2 separate regions of the Sus scrofa genome follow, and region 2 is linked to region 1. A link is a contact called in public HiChIP or PLAC-seq data. All regions are on one chromosome and are shown on one strand. The core of a region is the stretch at or near the end of the contact, and the rest is flanking DNA. Distances in the headings are between cores, read along the strand shown.

Evidence for each region. HiChIP or PLAC-seq counts read pairs in DNA pulled down with a chosen protein or histone mark.
Region 2: an H3K27ac HiChIP or PLAC-seq map of skeletal muscle shows a contact between it and region 1. The contact joins two enhancer-like sites. A contact is called at or near these places in 3 of 47 Hi-C or Micro-C datasets (blood, embryonic fibroblasts and skeletal muscle) and 1 of 2 datasets of contacts at active chromatin or transcription factors (skeletal muscle).

The regions. Positions count from the first base shown.
Region 1 is chr12:20,463,278-20,469,516 of Sscrofa11.1, reverse strand. It overlaps STAT3 (signal transducer and activator of transcription 3), which reads right to left. Exons shown (of 25, transcript NM_001044580.1): 16 at 5,560-5,658; 17 at 5,313-5,448; 18 at 4,397-4,449; 19 at 4,128-4,222; 20 at 3,880-4,019; 21 at 3,239-3,387; 22 at 3,176-3,236; 23 at 49-91. Among named protein-coding and RNA genes, the nearest start is that of STAT5A, 32 kb to the left of the region's middle. Within about 2 kb of position 1,791, at least 14 of the 83 cell types and tissues checked have an H3K27ac peak or open chromatin away from gene starts, as enhancers often do. A contact at or near this core is called in skeletal muscle, where this site is marked.
Region 2 is chr12:20,560,913-20,567,123 of Sscrofa11.1, reverse strand. STAT5B (signal transducer and activator of transcription 5B) reads right to left here. Exons shown (of 18, transcript NM_214168.1): 12 at 3,955-4,161; 13 at 2,572-2,666; 14 at 2,340-2,470; 15 at 863-1,033. Among named protein-coding and RNA genes, the nearest start is that of GHDC, 17 kb to the left of the region's middle. Within about 2 kb of position 2,448, at least 2 of the 83 cell types and tissues checked have an H3K27ac peak or open chromatin away from gene starts, as enhancers often do. A contact at or near this core is called in skeletal muscle, where this site is marked.

The DNA of each region.
Region 1 (6,239 bases), core at 542-3,041:
TTGAGGACGTTAGAAATGAAGGCAAAATCAGGAAGAGAAGCCACTTACGGTGTCACACAGATGAACTTGGTCTTCAGGTATGGGGCAGCACCTGGGAAGGAGAAAACTCAGGCTCACTGATTCTGACTCCACCCTGGGTCCCGGGCAGGAGGAAGCCTTTCCCCAATGCTGACCTGAAACTCACTCCATCCTGGACCAGAGATTGTCTGGAACTCCCATTTCCCTCGGAGGAAGCTCACCTGCCCGCCCTCCCTGTACACGCTTTGATGTCCCAGACGCTTTGGCACCTTGTCCCCGAGCCCAGAGGAGGGGCGGCCGGGTGTTCCTCCCTCCCTCAGCTCAGGTAAAGAGTTTAACTGCTTGCGTGTGGTCTGAGGATTAGGTTCTGGCCTGGCTGTATCTCTTAGATAACTTCTCCTCATGCAGGGCTGAGCCCACGTCGTCGGGGCACCATGTCTTGCTCAGGTACCGCAGCGGTGAAGAGCAGGTGGAAAGGGTTAATGCAGTGCCGAAGCTGGGGGAGGTGGGGGGGGGGGGCGACGACAGTTTCTGTTCCTTTCAGGACTTGTCTGTCCCTATGGCATTGTCAGGTGAGGGGATTAGAAAGGCCCCTGCTGGACAACTGCATCACCCAGAAGAGCCCCTCCACAGGGAGGCTGTCGCGTGGAGCAATCGGCTCTGGTCTGGCAGACAGGAGGCCCAGGCCTCATTCTCTCTTCAGCGGCTAAGGGGTCTCGGCAAGGCCCTTCCTCTCTCATGTGTAGGAGGGAGAAGCCCATCTCTGCCATTTAGTATCCTTATTCACAGGAGAGTTAGAAATGTGAGGACTGAAACAAGTGAAATTAAGGGCTAAATGCTGATGCTAAGAGCTCAAGGAACCCTGGAGACAGTGGCATGGGACTGGGAGGCTTTGGGGGAACATGGGACTTAGCAGGCAGGTGGCGGGGTGGGGTGGGCTGAGAGAAGCACGGTTATCAAGCTTGGGGCTTACTGGGAGGCTGAGGGATCAGAAAGTACGACAGCCTGAGAAAAAGCGTCGCCAAGGGGCCCTGAGACCGCCGTCTGTGTTTATTTTTGGCCAAGAAACAGATTAACTCAGTACAAAATCCAAAGAAGCTACTGAGGCAGGGTTCTGGTGTCTTATAAATCCACTTGGGCCCAGGACGGAGGGGCCCAAGACAGAAAAGGTTTTAATTCCCCCAGTGAGCAATGGTGCTGAGACAAAACAGCTTTGGCCTGAGCTGCCAAGGGAGAAGCAAAGGAGAACGAAGATGGAGAAGCAAAGGAGAACGAAGACGAAAAAGCTGCTTTATGGCTCCGTACCAGGTCGTAAATGTCCTTTATCTAATTTGTAAGATAAGGGATGTGTCATTTCTCTTGGGGACTCTCTCCCTCAAGCCATGAGGAAATACTGAGTGAAGAGGAGGGAAGAGTCCTGGGAAGATAATCCACCTTCTAGAGACGCTCAAACCTCCACGATGGAACCCGAGGAAGGGGTTGCACGCTCAGCCCTGGAGGACCCCACACCTCACACCTCACACCACACCCCGGGCCCTGAGGGCGGCCTCGGCCCCGAGGAAACACTGATGCGTCCAGGCAGGAAAGGGCCTTGCCTCCCAGTCACACAGGAGGGGTGGCCACGAATGGGGGGGCGCAGCCTCAGACCGGGAGCGTGGGCCCTGAAAGCCACGTCAGTCCGAGGACCAGCACGTGGACCCAAGTGCCTTCCGCAGAAGGCACAGGGCAGGGTGACAGGGGCTGATAAACAGATCTCCCAACCGAAGCGCAGCGTGCAAGGCGAGATAAGCGGCAGACGGGAAGTGCCCTTGTGACCGAGACGTGGCCCCAGAACAAAGGAAAAAAGAGAGTCAGTCGCCTGTTAGCTCCAGTTCCCTCCGCCAAGGCTCATTCTGCTCAGCCCGAGGCTCCTCAGAGGGAATGCCCATGAAGAAGTGGGAAGGAGGCTGCTGGGTGTGTGTGTGAGAGCTATTGGTACAAAACCAAGGTTTTTCAAAAGCAGCCAGGGCCGGGACGGCCAACCTCCGAGGGTCACGGTAAGAGAAGATGAAGAGAAGTTAATAAAAACAATGGCCAATTATCGTCTCCTCGTCAGGATCCAGACAGAGAACCCAGATCTGAGCTCCAAACAGAACCGAGAATAGACTAGAGGGCTCTGCCCTCCACACTGAGGATGGTGCCAGAGCTCACACGGGTTTAAACGTGTGAAACCATTTATGTATAACTTACACAAGCACATGAATGTGCTCTTGCACGTTAAAAAAAAAAAACCAATTTCCCCTTTTGCGTGGCCATGGCGTGCAGCAGCTTGGTGTGGATCTCAGTGCCCAGACCGGGGCTTGAACCCAGCCACAGTGGTGAAAGCCCTGAGTCCGAACCACTAGACCACCAGGGACCTCCCTAAGAAAACCTTATTTTCGACAGCTGCATGTCCAAGGTAGCAATTCCATGCCCCTCCCACCCGTTGCCATCTGCCCCTTCAATTACCCCTCTCCCGAGATTCTGCTCTCAAACCGTGTTCCAAGGCTGCTAACACTCATTTCCTCCAGAAGGCCTTTCTTTGTCCCACCTGATGCTGCCTACATTGTTCAGTGATCGGGAAAAGGAAACACACTAGACTAAAGTCTGAGTTGCAAACCTTCTAGCCTCTGCTAGGTAAGAAGCGCTGCACTGGCTGGGCGTCCTGTTACCAAAGAATCCTGTCCCCGAATTCTCTCTGCCATGTTTTCTTTTTTCTTTTTTAGGCCCGAACCTGCAGCATATGGAGGTTTCCCAGCTAGGGATCACATTGGAGCTACAGCTGCCGAACTACACCACAGCTCATGCTGACGCTGGATCCTTAACCCACTGAGCAAGGCCAGGGATCAAACCCACATCCTCGTGGATCCTAGCTGGGCTCATTACCACTGAGCCACAATGGGAACTTCCTCTCGGCAGTGTCTGAGGAATGCCTGGGTGTTGCATGCAGTCTCCCCCTTTAGATGGGGCTCCCTGTGCCATCAGCCACCCCCCAAAAGCACTCACTACAGAGTTCTTTCCCCAAAAGAGGAATAAAGATGACCAGGTTCTTCAGGCATTGACCCATCCCATCCTCCAAGGATCCTACCATTTCCTGCTTTTCCCCGGAATGAAATGCCTATTGCGGAAAATCAACAACTACCTGGGTCAGCTTCGGGATGCTCCTGGCTCTCTGGCCGACAATACTTTCCAAACGCCTCTCCTTTGGAATGTCAGGGTAGAGGTAGACCAGCGGAGACACGAGGATGTTGGTAGCATCCATGATCTTATAGCCCATGATGATTTCAGCAAACGACATGTTGTTGAGCTGCTGCTTGGTGTACGGTTCCACCGACTGGATCTGGGTCTTACCTGCCATGGGATATGGGAGGCAAAGACTAGGTGAGCTCCAAGAAAACTATGGGATTTATTTTTTCCCGCAAGGGGGACAGACTTATGCCAACCTAGTGCCTGAGGCCCTGAATAGCTTTCCCAGTCACCTGGCACTGTGGAAATGTCCAGCTGGCTTTGAGAGAAGCGATCCAGTTGGGTCACAGGTTAATACACTTGAATCATCACTTACATAAGCTATGTTAACAGGGGAAGTAAAAAGGAGATGAAGAAAATTTAAGTTGCAAATTTCTAGGCAAATATTAGCTCCTGGACCAAGTGAAATGAAATGGCAAACCGACCCTCCAGCTGGCAGAAGTTGGAGAAAAGTCACTCAAATGTGTTTCCCAAGCCTAAGGCAGCGGGTTGAGGCCATTTCTGACCACCAGGGGGCAGCAGGTGCCTGACACTAGCAGCAGTCAAGGCAGCAGCCACCCATAAGCTACCAGGTGGGTGGGGACCAGCCCAGCTTACCGCTGATGTCCTTCTCCACCCAAGTGAAGGTGACTCCTCCTTCTTTGCTGCTTTCACTGAATCTCAGCAGGAAGGTGCCTGGGGGCTTGGTGCTCAAGATGGCCCGCTCCCTCTCCTTACTGATAAAGCCCATTATGTACCTGGAAGACAACAAGGTTTGGGCTGAGGGTTCCTCTGCCACCAGCCTGCTGGAAGAGTGGGGGACTTGTCACACCTGTGTACGCTGCCAGACTTGTGTTTCGACCTACCCTTCATTCCAAAGGGCCAGGATGTACTTTTTCACAAGGTCAATGATATTGTCCAGCCAGACCCAGAAGGAGAAGCCCTTGCCAGCCATGTTTTCCTGGAGAAAAGAATAACAGGAAAACCAAGTCCCTCAACCATCCCAGGCTGTCCCTTCCGCGGGGCGAGGTGCCAGCAAAACCTCAGGCGCACCTACCCTTGGGTGCCCCCCCAGCCTTCTGAGACCCCGCAGGTGTGCACCCCTCCCCCTCCCCTAATTCACACAGTTGCTTACTTTGCAAAACTTAGCCCACGTGATCTGACACCCTGAATAGTTCACACCAGGTCCTGAAGGGAAAAAATAATAATAAAGTAGTATAATTTTCGACTTTGAATCAAGATCTCATTCCTTCATACGAACACACTCATACACATCTGTCCCACTGTGCCGTGAAACCATTAGGTGTTTTTGTGGGTTTTTTTTTTTTCTGGCCGTGGAAGTTCCCAGGCCAGGGGTTGAACGCAAGGCATAATGACAACGCCAGATCCTTAACTGCTAGCCTGCCAGGGAACTCTGAAACCACTGGTTTTCATGTATTTGAATGCTGCCACCACTGTGTGCCCACCTGCTCCCAGACCCCATCATTTGACACCCCCACCCCCGAGGAGCTGTTTAGCCCAGCAGAGCGAGGGGACGATCCATCATGTCCCTGCTGCACTTCCCAGCTTCGAGTGGTGGTCTGGGGACCAGCAGCACTAAGGTGCTGACAGATGGCATTACAGGGTCACATTTGGTGGCAGCACAGGACAAAGCACAGGTAGCATGTAAAATACATTCTACCAATTTTTTTTCCCAGGGGAGAAAATGAAAAACGAGCCTACAGGTTCTTGAAGAAACGGACAGGGCTGCCAAACCCGGAGCTCTGCCTTCTAACACATACTTCAAACACCTTCCTAGGGTCGGACAAAGGGAAAGTGGTCCCCTGAAAGGATGAGGGACACAGCTACCAAGAAATCTGCCTCCCGCCTCATAGAAATGATCACCAGGATGCTGGCCTCCTCTGCATCCTGACTCCCTACCTGCCGGAGCAGGTTTTCTGGCCCCGGGCACAGCACCTTGCTCAGCAACCCAAACACTCCTAAAGGACCAGCTCCAGGGGCGGGATTCCTTTTCAGAGGAAGGCGGGAGAGAAAGGAGGCAAAGAGCTGACCTAGGAGTTTCTCTGCCAGCGTGCTCAACTGCTCGATGCTCAGCCCTCGCTTGGTGGTGGAAGAGAACTGCCAGCTCAGCACCTCGGCCACTTGATCCCACGTTCCGATCGGGGGCTTGGTGAAAAAGTTCACGTTCTAGGGAAACGACATACATGGGCTCCTTGAGATGAGGGTGGTGCCTGATGAGCCGCCCCAGGCACCGCCACAAGCCCAGAAGTCTCCGGAGAACCCGGAGCCCAGGCTCACCTTGGGGTTGTTGGTCAGCATATTATACCACAGGATGGAGGCCCAGGCGTTGGGCATCTGACAGATGTTGGAGATGACCACGACTGGCAAGGAGTGGGTCTGTGGAGTAAGCGGGCAATGAGCTGGGGAGGCGGAGGGCCCTGGTGGCTTCAAGTCTCTTGACCCATATTTTGCAGGGTTTGCAAGAGGACAGGCCATGGGCCACGCCTGCTGCCACACTCGGGCCACAGGCCTCAGGTTCGGTCTGAACACCACCATGACCTTGTGATGCCGACATGCTCACAGTGGACACTCATGGTCCACGGACTCCCCATTTATAAAACCCGGAAGGCATTCTCCACGAACTGAAGATGCATCAACCCCTTAAACAGAGAGCTCCCAGGAATCCAAAACTTAGGATTCCTGGTTTTTCGGGTGTATCTTTAAAGATCAGCTGGGAAAAAGAGCATATAAATGCCAGGATTGTCTGTATGCTACAAACAGTGGCTGCTGAAAGGCTGTTTTGCTCAAACTTTATATAATAAAGTCCACTGTAATCAATTTCTAAGTATGAGTTTTTATACCAGGTTTGCTGAAGGCTGAGTAAACAGGGATCTTCTAAGCACTCCAGCAAGATTTTACTCCCAGAGGAGACACTGAGGATTTTGTTGGAGAAAAACAAGCAAAAGCAATAAACATGG
Region 2 (6,211 bases), core at 1,199-3,698, 97 kb before region 1:
TGCTCTTAGACTGTAATTCCCACACAGGAAGTACTTATGAAGCTTCTGGCAACTCTGCAGAACACATACCAAATGACTGGGAGAACACTCAATGAGCTGCATATTTTTTGGCTTTTTTTTTTTTTTTTTTTTGGTCGGGCCTGTGGAATGTGGACGTTCCCTGGCCAGGGACTGAACTTGAACCATAACAGTGACCACACCGGATCCTTAACCTGCTGTGCCACCAGGGAACTCCTGAACTGCTTATGTTGATGAGAGGAGAGACTGCTGTATGATATCTATTTTCTTTTCTATACTTTTCTGGAAATTTTACAATAAATACGTAATACTTTTATGCTCAGAAAATAAAACTATCTCTGTTTTGAAAAACAAAAATTTTATCTTCCTATTTATTTTTTCTTTTTTTGGCCACCCCTGAGGCATATGGAGTTTCTGGGCCAGGGATCAGATCTGAGCCACAGCTGTGACCTAAGCCACAGCTGCAGCAATGGCAGATCCTTAACCCAGGGGTGCCGGGCCGGGGATCGAACCCGCGTCTTACCACTCCCAAGATGCTGCTGATCCTGTTGTGCCACAGCAGGAACTCCCCTATTTATGTTTGATTTAAGCTTGTATTGAAAGCAATCTGTTACCTTCAATTTGATATTTGGGGTTGGTGGCAGATGTGCTTTTTGTGGGATAGAAAAATAGAGCCCAGGTTTTACCTTTGCCCTGGATAATGACCAAATGGTAACGAGTGGGTTTTTTTGTTATTGTTGTTATTGTTAATTGTCAGGTTTTCATGCCAGACAGACAGACACACACACACCTAAAACAAAACCAAAATCACAACAAAACCAAATCAGAATGCGAACATTGTTACCGGTGGCAGGCTCGCATGGAACTGGGGTGTAATATTTGGAGTACACTTCATCCTTTGGCCGATCAGGAAACACGTAGATAAGGTAATTCAGGTCTCCCAAGCGGTCTGCCAGGGACCGGATAGAGAAGTCTCTGGTGGTAAAAGGCATCAGATTCCAAAACATTCTTTCCTCTAGATCAGTAAACAGAATAATCATAGTCTAAATATGGTCTCTGAACAGGAAATCTTAAAACCCAAATATACTACAAATATAGCTCTCCATTAAAACTGTTCCAATAAAAATCTCCATTAAAAAAATAAACATGGGCGTTCCCATCATGGCTCAGTAGAAACGAATCTGACTAGCATTCATGAGGACTCAGATTTGATTCCTGGCCTCAGTGGGTTAAGGATCTGGCGTTGCTGGGAACTGGGGTGTAGGTTGCAGATGTGGCTTGGATCCTGCGTTGCTGTGGCTGTGGTGTAGGCTGGCGGATACAGCTCCAATTTGACCCCTAGCCTGGGAACCTCCATATGCCACACCATAAAAAGCAAAAAAAAAAAAAAAAAAAAAAAAAAAAAAAGTTATGGGTAGACTTTCATTACTATAAGCAGGTAATGCATATACCACTTCCCTAGAGATTTAATGATCTCAGGGAGTTTCAAGTTCAAAGAGTATTCTGTCTCTCTCTAGAAGAGATAGCTTGCTGGCTCCAGTCCCTGACTCCCTGTACAAAAGTATGTAAGAGAGAAAGAAAGCATATCCACAGCCAGCAGATATGTGAGAGTTATTCAAAACTATTAACATATATATATATTTTTCTTTTTAAGGCCACATGGCAGTATATAGAAGTTCCCAGACTAGGGGTTGAATGGGAGCTGTAGCTGCTCGCATATACCACAGCCACAGTAACGGGATCCGAGCCGTATCTGCGATCTATACCACAGCTCAGGGCAATGCTGGATCCTTATCCCACTGAGCAAGGCCAGGGATCGAACCATGTCCTCATGGATACTAGTTGGGTTCGTTAACCACTGAGCCATGATGGGACCACAACTAGTCAGATTCTTAACCTGAGCCACAATGGGAACTCCAATGGCAATATTCTTATAATAGGATAAAGGAATGATTCAAATAGCATATTATTCCACTTTAACAACTCCAAACAACAAAGTAATTCTTTACTGGAGTAAGTTCAAAGTTGAGTGATAAGAAGGCAAATATTTCAAATGAGAAGCAGCTGAGATTTGGGACAGGGCGCTGCATTACAGGTGGCCATGTCCCCTTGTACATTTGTGTTTCTCAAAACTAGTAACTGTTTCCCAGAAGATTTTACACAGGCTGCAGCTGTGTCATGGTTATACATTTGTGCTTCCCATAATTAGCACTGGCCCCAAAGAATAATATGTACTCAATAACTTGTTTCTTAAAGTAATTTTGCAACAAAAGCAGCTAACGAGAGCCAAGATATGTCTTAAAAAAGGGAGGGGCACTCACGAGAATCAAACTTCCAAGCAATGGTGATGCCACCAATTTCAGAGTCACTGAACCTCAGCAGGAAAGTCCCGTCGGGCTTGTTAATGAGTAGGTCATGGGCCTGTTGCTTGTTCACGAAACCCAAAATAGCCCTGGATCAGAAATGCCAAAGGAGCAGAAGCAGAGTGGGATGTTTTAATGCCGGAAAGATCATCTTCCTAACTCTACTGCTAACTTAAGAAAGGATTCTCACCCATCGTTCCAATGAGGCTTGAGATGTTTTTTTAACACTTCCATCACGCCATCAAACCACTGCCAGAAAGTGTAATTCCGTCCTGGTAAATTTTCCTGGTTGGAGAGACAACAAATGAATACAAATAGGCAGAAGGAACCCTCAGGATATTACCCGTATAGACTTTAACTGGTGAAATTAAAGGGAAAATAACATCTACACTGTCAGAATCATAGAAATATACACGCCTGCCTGAGTTTGATCAAGTGGTCCTACAACCAAAAAAAAAAAAAAAACCAGGATAGAGAGGAAAAGACAGAAGAAGGGGGAAATACCACAGAGCAGTTACCAACAGTCCGTGGATCTCGGCTACAAACACTTGCCCCTGCATCTGGACTGACTTGTTCTTTGCTTTTGGGGGGGGGGGGCGGAGCAAAGGAGAAAAGAATAGCTTTATTGCTTTGACAGGCATAAGAGGGTCACAGGAGGCTAAGGCCCTAAAGACTGGGCCCCCTCCTTTACTGTTTTTGATGTGTGGTCTGTGACCCGCAGCGGCAGCGTTGCCAGGGAGCCTCTGGGAAACGCAAAATATCAAGCCCCATTTCAGACCTGCTGAAGCTGAGCCTGCGCCTTAACAAGCTGCCCAGGTGATGTGTAAATTTGAACTGGACTAGATCACACTGTGAGGCCACAGAGAACACGCCATCATACAGCTGCTGCAATAATTATCAGCAAAGTGCAGTTATCTGATTCTGCTGGAAGGCATGATTCTGCAACGGAAAAGACAGACTACCAAGGCCTCCTGCTTCCCCTATCGAACCTCCTCTGACTACCAGCAAACCTGTTGGCTAGCTGGTTAACACACAGCCATTTAAAAGAGTTAGACTCAGAGACTATGAGATCTTTGAACTGGGGCACTTAAAACACGGGGGTGGCCATGGATGCAAAGACACAAACGTTCAATTTAAAATCGAAGATGTGACAGGTGGCATCTGAACTGCCTGAGGCTAGAGGAAATGTGGCCTTCATTGGCACCCTCTTTTGAGGGCTGAGGGCCCCATGGGAGTCTGACTTTGCATTACACTCAAGGAGCCTCAGAGAGTCAAGGGGACTGAGCCATGGAGTTCTGAGCATCACCAAAGCTTTACTTCTCATGAGTTATGTGATCATTTGCTTTGCTGTTTCCTTTACAAAGGAAGAAAATGCATGCAAAGCCGTTTGCTTAAATATTCAAGCACAAAATTTTCTACACACACACACACAAAGCATGTGGCTTTCAGAGGCTTCCTATTACCGTGGGCATGGTGTATTAGAGGCATGAGGAACGGGGGCCCGGGGCAGGGATGCTCCCGAGGGGTCTGGCCTGGAGGGGCTGATCTGATTGCAGCAGGCGGGGGCCCTCACCCTGTTGAACTGGGACCAGGACACAGACATGCCGCTGTAGTCCTCCAGATGGCTGCTGCTGCTGTTGAAGAGCTTCTGCGCCAGGAACACGAGGTTCTCCTTGGTCAGGCCCCGGTTGCTCTGCACCTCGGCCTTGAATTTCATGTTGAGCGCCTCGCACAGCTGCGGCCACAGGACTTTGTCAGGCACCGCAAAGGGCACCCTGCCCTGCGGGGGTGGGGTGAAGGGGAGAGAAGCCAGAACCTTAGGAGAAAACACCTGCAGGATTTATCCCCTCAGCCCGAAAAAGAAAACCACTGAGGAGGGGATGGAGTTGCAAACACTTGTCTGGCTGAGCGTGGGGCTAAACTCAAACCTTCGCGGGGTTTGCGGTTCTGGGACATTGAGAAGGTTCCATCTCACTGTCTTCACATGCCACTTGGAAGCTATCAGTGCTGTTCCGTAAAAGAGCTGCTGGACATACTGTCTGATCCCATGCTCTCATGGTCACGGAGACAAAACATGACCAAAGTCTGACTCTGACACTATAAACTCAAAGGGAGTACAAATCCACAAGACTGGTTCTCTAGGTGCAGAGAGAGAATGTGTGTGTTCATATGTGGGTGCGCAACCGTCATCCGTGCCCTTGACCCCTTCTGCCAAGAACTCCAGCTCAAAGTGAAAGGACTTACTATGGAAGAGTGGAAACTGTGCTCTGACAACTTTACTGCAAAACAGGTTAGAATGTGAATTTTTTTTTTTTTTTTGTCTTTTTGCTATTTCTTTGGGCCGCTCCCGTGGCATATGGAGGTTCCCAGGCTAGGGGTCGAATCGGAGCTGTAGCCGCCAGCCTACGTGCCAGAGCCACAGCAACGTGGGATCCAAGCCGCGTCTGCAACCTACACCACAGCTCACAGCAATGCCGGATCCTTAACCCACTGAGCAAGGGCAGGGACCGAACCCGCAACCTCATGGTTCCCAGTTGGATTCGTTAACCACTGCGCCACGATGGGAACTCCAGAATGTGAATTTTTAATAAATGGCTTTTCATCCCATTCAGCCACGGTATTTCATTTTAATTATTGTAACTTTTTTTTGGAATAGGCAATTTCTCCACATGATATAAAATTTCAAAAGCACAGAAGGGCCTACAGTGAAGTCATTTCCCTTCTCTGTCCATCAGCAATCTAGTTCCTTTCCTAAATCTTGTAATCTAGTTTACTGGGTATACCTCCAAAGATATTCTTTACATGCTGGCAAATATGTATACATTTCCCCTTTTTTAATATATAGAACCCACATCTTGCATCTTTTTTTTTTTTTTCACTTAATATTTTATCTGAGAGGCCTCAGCACATAAAATTTTCTTTCGAGGCTGCTCATTATTCTACACTATGGAGGAATAATAATATATTTAACCTCGCAGGGGGACATCTGCGCACGAGTCTCCAGTCTTTGGCTACTACAAACAGTGCTGCAGCCTATTCATGTCACTTGGCACATTCGCAAATATATCTGTAGAATTAATTCCCACAAGTATGTATTTATATTAAAGCAGCATAATGGGGAGGGTGTGAAGAAAAGGGAGCCATCTCCTATACTGTTGGTGGGAAGGTAAAGTGGTGCAGCCACTGCGGACAGTATGGATGTTCCTTAAAAAACTAAAAATAGAGTTGTCATATGATCTCGCAATCCCACTCCTGGGCATACGTCTGGAGAAAACTCTAATTCAAAATGATACATGCGCCCCAATGTTCACAGCAGCACTGTTTACAATAGACAACACATGGAAGCCACCTAAATGCCCATCAACAAATGAAAGGATAATGAAGATGTGGTACATACATATACCATGGAATATTACTCAGCCGTAAAAAGATAAAGTCATTTGCAGAAACATGGATGGACCTAAAAATTATCACACTAAGTGAAGTAGGTCAGACAGAGAAAGACAAATACTGTATATCATTTTTTAAATTTCATCTTTTTAGGGCTGCACCTGCAGCATATGGAGGTTCCCAGGCTTGGGGTTGAATCAGAGCTATAGCCGCCAGCCTACACCACAGCCACAGCAATGCGGGATCTGAGCTACATCTGTGACCTACACTGCAGCTCACAGAACGCCAGATCCTTAACCCACTGAATGAGGCCAGGGATTGAACCCACGTCCTTGTGGATGCTAGTCAGGTTCATTAACCACTGAGCCATGTCAGGAATTCCTGATATCACTTTTACGTGGAATCTAAAACATGATACAAATGGAACTTATTTACAAAAC